2 separate regions of the Hordeum vulgare genome follow, and region 1 is linked to region 2. Evidence: chromatin contacts called from public Hi-C data. All regions are on one chromosome and are shown on one strand. Each heading gives the region's core, a stretch centred on a gene start, on an enhancer-like site or on the middle of the called end of the contact. The rest is flanking DNA. Distances are from core to core; before and after follow the strand shown. Region 1 has its middle 220 kb from the start of LOC123397754. Region 2 has its middle 160 kb from the start of LOC123397754.

The links. A called contact is a pair of places that touch in the nucleus more often than the background predicts.
Region 1: a contact with region 2 is called in a Hi-C map of leaf, with 5 times the contacts expected there. The contact joins two enhancer-like sites. A contact is called at or near these places in 4 of 6 Hi-C or Micro-C datasets (leaf, seedling and an unstated tissue).

What each region holds. Positions count from the first base shown.
Region 1 is chr5H:345,768,959-345,772,378 of MorexV3_pseudomolecules_assembly, forward strand. No RefSeq gene overlaps it. Among protein-coding and RNA genes, the nearest start is that of LOC123397754, 220 kb to the left of the region's middle. Within about 2 kb of position 1,648, at least 2 of the 3 cell types and tissues checked have open chromatin away from gene starts, as enhancers often do. A contact at or near this core is called in leaf, where this site is marked.
Region 2 is chr5H:345,716,212-345,719,558 of MorexV3_pseudomolecules_assembly, forward strand. No RefSeq gene overlaps it. Among protein-coding and RNA genes, the nearest start is that of LOC123397754, 160 kb to the left of the region's middle. Within about 2 kb of position 1,265, at least 3 of the 3 cell types and tissues checked have open chromatin away from gene starts, as enhancers often do. A contact at or near this core is called in leaf, where this site is marked.

The DNA.
Region 1 (3,420 bases), core at 398-2,897, 53 kb after region 2:
AGGTCATGCTCGCGTCACCCTCCTTAAGCCAAGTAAGGCGAGATTGTTGCCTAGCAAATAGTCCATTGTAGTGAGGCAAGACCCAAAATCTTCTTGTGCAGCTTGGTGGAGCCAGCATTCTGCGTCAGACAACATACTAGAGTCCAACACCATATCCAAAATCGAAACAACCTCGTTCGCAAGCAACAAATGATACTTGATGTTCCCGATATTCCACTGGCTCCATATATTAGACTCTCTGGTCGTAGGCTTGATCTGCCAGAACGCTTTCATAAATCGATTATTGATAGAAGGACGAAAAGTCATCTTCTAGAGACTGCCTTGTGGGATCATGGGCCAGAAGGATTAGAAATGGAACCACGCCTTCCGCTCAAAGGCCATATTGGTCGACATCATGATCGGATGGTGGTCCAAGGGGAAGTGGATAGCGCTTGCAGAAGGGAGCAATCTTGTTGCTCCTTCCAGTTCACGGAAGCGAACCACATGTCGATCTTCTACAAAGTCAGCCCTTGTCGCTCCTTCTTATCGTATATCACATGCCAATAAGCCCCGCCTCCTTGACCTGAAGGTCATTGAGCAGTCGTCTAGATCAGCCCATCATAGGCCTATTGAGAAGGTCATTGCTCTTGTCCACAGTGTTCACAATCAGATTGACCTAGCGGTCGCCCACATACTAGGAGAAGCGGTACCGATCAAGCACAACCTTTCAACGAAAGGCACCTTGCGATTATCAATAGTTGGCCTGTATACCTTGATGAGTATCCACGGTTCACTGTTGTTGAGACACGACATGATCGAGAAGAGGTCAACACGCGAGCTAGTAACCAAAACCTTGTCGTATTGCCAAGCCACAATGACTCCACCGGCAGTATTACTGGAAAGACATCAAAGCAAACGGTCGACAAGTGCATTTCACAAATTTTGCAGGCCTTTTTAATAAATATTGTCAATCATAATTTGTTTGTGTGAAATGTGCGGGGTTGAACAACCCCGACGGAGGTGTGGTGGTTCAAGCGGTCATGGATGATTGCCGCGCCTCGGAGGATTATAACCTTTGAAAGCATATATCTAAGACTAGTGCACATATGGAAATTGGAAATATCGGAAATAATAGTGATTGCTAAAGTCGAAGTCTACATCGTATAACCGTCTTGATATATTGCATCAGAAGAAAGAGACTTCCCATCCTGCCCCTGTCGTGTAGGATGGACTGCATGCATCGAGTGTGCATGCGGAAATCGACAATGATGGAGCGAGAAAGGGAGGAAAGCTGCGTTCGGCCAGAAACAAAATAACCAACGAGAGCAACAAAGAGATGAATATAGATCGAGAAAAAGGCCACGGGCTCACGGCTAAGCTAATTGAAGGGCGCCTACGGACAAGTTGTGCAGCATATGTTGCTACATGAAAGAGGATGCCTTTTGTTGACAAGCTGTGCAGCATGTATTTGGGTTTTGTTCGCTGTTTTACATTTCGAGGAACGATCATTGGGCCAGTTAAAAATGCTGTTACTGTATTTGTCTCACAAGGCCATGTTCCACTGGCAGCTACTACAAGTAGCAAACTCTGTATTTTTGTGCACACCTGTCCCGCTTTGGTCCAAGGCGACAATTAACATCCCAACCGCCACCGATGTAACGTTTGTGGCGATCGTCCCATGCAAGGCATCGTCTTTCCTTGCTTCATTTGGTCAAAATATGCTGCACAGCTGTGTGGCGATGGATGCGTTTGCGTCTCAACAGTTAACTGACTAAATGGATGGGGCCCCCGTTAATTCATGACCGTGTCTGGTGTTCTCATTAGTTCTCCTGTCAACTGAGTGCTCCCTATTGACGTGTCACTTTCCCATCGTACGTACACTCGAGTGCACTTCTTAACCATGGGTGAAATTGGCAAGATGCCACTGGATGATTCATTCGGAAATCCCTTTTGGAGCTCGGCCTCCAGTGAGGCCTTCAAATTCAAATTTGAAATTTCATCAAAATTCATATTTGTACATTTCAAAAAAATCTGAAAGAAAATATAGATATACATGAAGATATAACACACATGTGTGTAAATTTTTTGTTCAAAATACATTGAAATGAGGGCTATGCAAAAAAGATAAATTTGAGGTAGTTTAACACATGATACTATTCATCCTCTCACACCACGAATTTATCTTTTTTGTACAGGTCGCAACTCAAGGTATTTCATCATGAATTTTTACACACACTAGTCGACAACCCGTGCATTCACACGGGCTAGATCAGTTTATATAATATATGAATAATCGATATTATGCAGTACTTGTAACTTGTTTTAGATAGCGAGAACTAATCTAAGTTTGTAGTTCTTATTAATCGTTTACAATTGATTCATTGAACTAATGTGAGTTTCCAATATTGACTTTTAGGAGTTGACTAATATATTTTCCTTTTCCAAGTGTAGAAACTATCTGATCTCGAAGCTTCATGAATTAGTAATTTGTTTATTCTATAGTTATATATAACTAAAAATATAACTTGAAAATTACATTCTTCGTTTTCTACTATGGTATTTTGACACTATCTTAGGTATCACTTCTTGTAAATTGCCTATTTCTCGAAATCAGTCGGTCGACATAAGTACATAAGGGATGCACGTGACTTTCGGCACTCATTTTTAACCATAGCTTTAACCAATAAAACGTGGCTCCATCTCCCAAAAAAATTAAATCATTAAATTCTGAACAAAAGGATTTTTCATATGTACTAAAAACCAAGTGAGTACCTAACAAATGCACATGACTATACTTACTACATATAACTTAACATAGATGATAAAATGCAAAACAACAAATATTTTCTTGGGTGAAATAAAATTATTCAAAGGAGCTTAGGAGAATTATATAAAGAATAACACTTCATAGTAAGCATCTCATGACATGGCTTATTTTGTCACAGACTCGAGTGGTATATGAATAAAAATGTATATCTTCAAAATATTTTTAGACTTGAATCTCAAAATAATGCGCGTACACTAAATCTTACTTTTTTCAAAATATTTTTAGACTTGAATCTCAAAATAATGCGCGACACTATTGTTGATGCCGAGTATGCAGAGCCTAGGCAGTGCAGCAGTGGAAGTATGTACGCACGCTTGATTTTTCGCTTGGAGTCGGAGGAAACATAAGTGGCCGCCGTCGGCGTAGCACACAATCTGCACAGCACTGAAAGATCATAGAGAAGATATAGTTTCTATGGACAATGGTATGGTGATCAGCTCTGATGAGACTTGAACGACCGCAAAGGAAGCTTTCTGCCTTGCACGTTTTCAGGAGATGAGCAAGGCATGCTAGTTAAAAGAAAAGAGTCAATTAAAGTTTGTTTCTTCACTTTTTCGGTTTTTACATTCATGCAGATATTTTTGGGAGAAATACATGCACGCAGATACGTTTTG
Region 2 (3,347 bases), core at 15-2,514:
TCCCCTTCCCCGGATCTGCGACGACTCGATGGGTGATGAGTGATGAGTTCACGTCGCCTGCTGCTCATCGGAGTCGGAGGTGCCATCAATTCTGATGAGTCATCTGATCAGTACCTTGAGGGCAACTTCAATGGCGTCCGTTTGGGTCGGACAGCCGGACACAAACTTCCGCTTCGACGTTTGGATTGACGCATGCGTCCAACGCTGACTCGACTCATTTTTACCGACGTACATCAAACATGCATAATTTAAACATTAAAAAAATCGGCCACGAAGGCCGACGAGAGTCCAGCGTTACATTATTAATGAAAAAGAAAAAACCTAGACGTCCTCGGCGACGGCGGCGAGGTCGGGCTGTGTCGGAGTGGGGGCGGCTATGCCGGCGCGGGGGCGAGGTCGGGTTGTGTCGGAATGGGGGCGGGCTGTGCCGGCGCGGGTAGTGCTGGTGTCGGCGATGGCGCAGCACGGACACGCTCGTTCGCCAGGCAGAACGCCATCTTAGCTTGAAGATAGGCGACCTCCTCTGAAAGAAGCGCACGAGGGTCGACGACGAGGGTGTTCTGAAAAAAGTCGGGCGTAGCACGGCGCACTTGTGCGTCTGATGCATCGCCCTCTTAGCCTGCAGGTAGGCGACCTCCTCTGGCAGCATCTCACGGCATAAACGACGAGGTTGTCGCAGTTGTCTATGATTGTTGGGTCATCGACGGGGAAACAGAAGGGTGGCGAGATGGGGACGGAGGAGGGTTCTGGAAGCAGATGGTCGAACCCGACGCGTGGGTCCGAGGATGACGGCCGTCATAAATTATGTTGACCGCGGTGGTTGGGGATGGACACCGAGGGAGCACGCGTCCGCTTCCCGCCAGCGCCGACGTATTTAATCCCAAATTTGCGTCGGAAATGGATCGACACAGACGCGAAACGGTCACGCTTTGACAATGGATCTACACGGACAACGCGCTGACCCAAACGGACGACGTCGGACGAAATGGATCGTTGCATTGAAATTGCTCTGTCCGTGTGCACGCATAGGAAAGAAGGGTTCGTTGCGATGCAGAGATAGTCGAGGCATGGCCGATATGGCGATACAGAAATCGGAAGACACCGGCACGTATAGGAAAGAAGCGTTCGTTGGGATGGAGAGATAATGGGAAGACACCGCCGGGAAAAGAAAAGGATTCGACGAAACGGAGCGTGGTGACGTGGCACAAAGGGGGGCGGAATCATTTCAGTGCCGTGCCGCAGCCAGGCTGTCCGCGACTCTGCGCCTCCCCTCCAACCGACAACGACTTCCCTCTACGAGCCCAAACTCCTACGAAATGAGAACTGTCCAAGCATCAAATCCATCCAGATTCCCAACGGCACAAGCAAACAAACAACCCAACCGTCTGCCTCCGCACGCGAACGGCTTGTATGCCTCGTGCTTTTGCTACAAGCACAAATCGAATCCAACTACTTGCCACACGGCTGGAGCAATTATGAGGGTGCTTTGATCCAAGGAACTAAAATTAGTCTGACTAAAACTAGTCTCTTTAAGAGGCTAAAGTTTCAAGCATCTCTAACTAAAGAGAAGTTAAAATTAGTCTAGAGGCTAAAATCTTTTAGTCAGGGGTACCCCTATTAAAATGTGCATTAGTCATCTCTCTCGTCATTTAACTCCTCAGATGAGTTCTGGATTGGAGGTTTGCAGAATAATAAATGCTCATTAACTTGATTTTAGTCTCGTTAGTATTTGAATCCAAGCATGGACAAAGCTAGCAAGTTTTAGTCTCACAGGGTGCTTGGATACGTTTTAGTCCCATGACTAAAAGTAGTGAGACTAAAACTTGCTAGCCTCACCCATGCTTGGATCCAAGTACTAAAGAGACTAAAATCAAGTTAATGTGCATTTATTATCCTCCAAACTGTCCAATCCAGAACTTACATGAGGAGTTAAATGATGAGAGAGAGGACTAATGCACATTTTAGTAGGGGTACCCCTGACTAAAAGATTTTAACCTCAAGACTAGTTTTAGCCTCTCTTTAGTCAGGGGTGCTTGGAACTTTAGCCTCTTAAAGAGACTAGTTTTAGTCAGACTAGTTTTAGTCTCTTGGATCCAAGCACCCTCTCACTACTTTTAATCATGGGACTAAAACGTATCCAAACATCCTCTAAAACGTAGTGCTCGTATCAACGGTTGCTATATTTGTACTCTCTGTTAGGAAATAGTTGAATCCAGTGACGAATCTAACGTGATAGTAGAGGATAGGCTCAAATCATTAATTTATACAAAATCTAATTAGTAAATACATTAAAGTTATTACATGCAAAACACCTTAATGTAGTATATTATATTTAACTGAAATAGAATTTTGAAGGGTAGACTTCAACCTATTGAAGCCTCCCTACTAGAATCGTCACTAGTTGTATTGACGGTTGCCAAACGAAAATGGAAGGAAATGAGTGCCGCAACATCTGTATTTTTAGAAACAAAAACAAATATAAAGAAACTGAAACGAATACTGCCGAAAACAAAAATAAAGCAATACATCACGCATCACGAAAAAGAAGTGTTCACCTAAACCAAAGAACTTGAACAACAAAATAAGTAAGAGGGTGCTTGGATCCAAGGGACTAAAACTAGTCTGACTAAAACTAGCCTCTTTAAGAGGCTAAAGTTCCAAGCACCCCTGACTAAAGAGAGGCTAAAACTAGTCTTGAGGCTAAAATCTTTTAGTCAGGGGTACCCCTACTAAAATGTGCATTAGTCCTCTCTCTCCTCATTTAACTCCTCATGCAAGTTCCGGATTGGAGGGTTTGGAGGATAATAAATGCTCATTAACTTGATTTTAGTCTCTTTAGTACTTGGATCCAAGCATGGGTGAGACTAGCAAGTTTTAGTCTCATTACTTTTAGTCATGGGACTAAAACGTATCCAAGCACCCTCTAAACCAACAAAGTTGTTCCATTAATAAAATGATTACTAAATATTAGTATGATATATCATTGCTACATAATAGGATATGTAGCAACGGCGGCATACTTGATTAGGTATCGGGGATTCGGCTCACGTGCTACCATGCTCGATGTAGTAGTACTACAAATTATGAGTTTGTTGCTGTAAAACAGCTAGTATGTGCTCATATTTAACATGGAAAGTTGCATATGAACTTAAATAGAAAATTTTGTTTTCATGCCTGTTTCAACGAAAAACATCTTTTTATTTTTTATTTTTGTTTCTGCATCCAAAATTATGTTTTTATTTCGGTTTTATAATTTTCCATTCCACTTCCATTTTTCCTCTGTATTTTCATTTTTAATCCTATTCTTCATATATATTTTAGCATATCAATTCTCTAATATTAAGCGA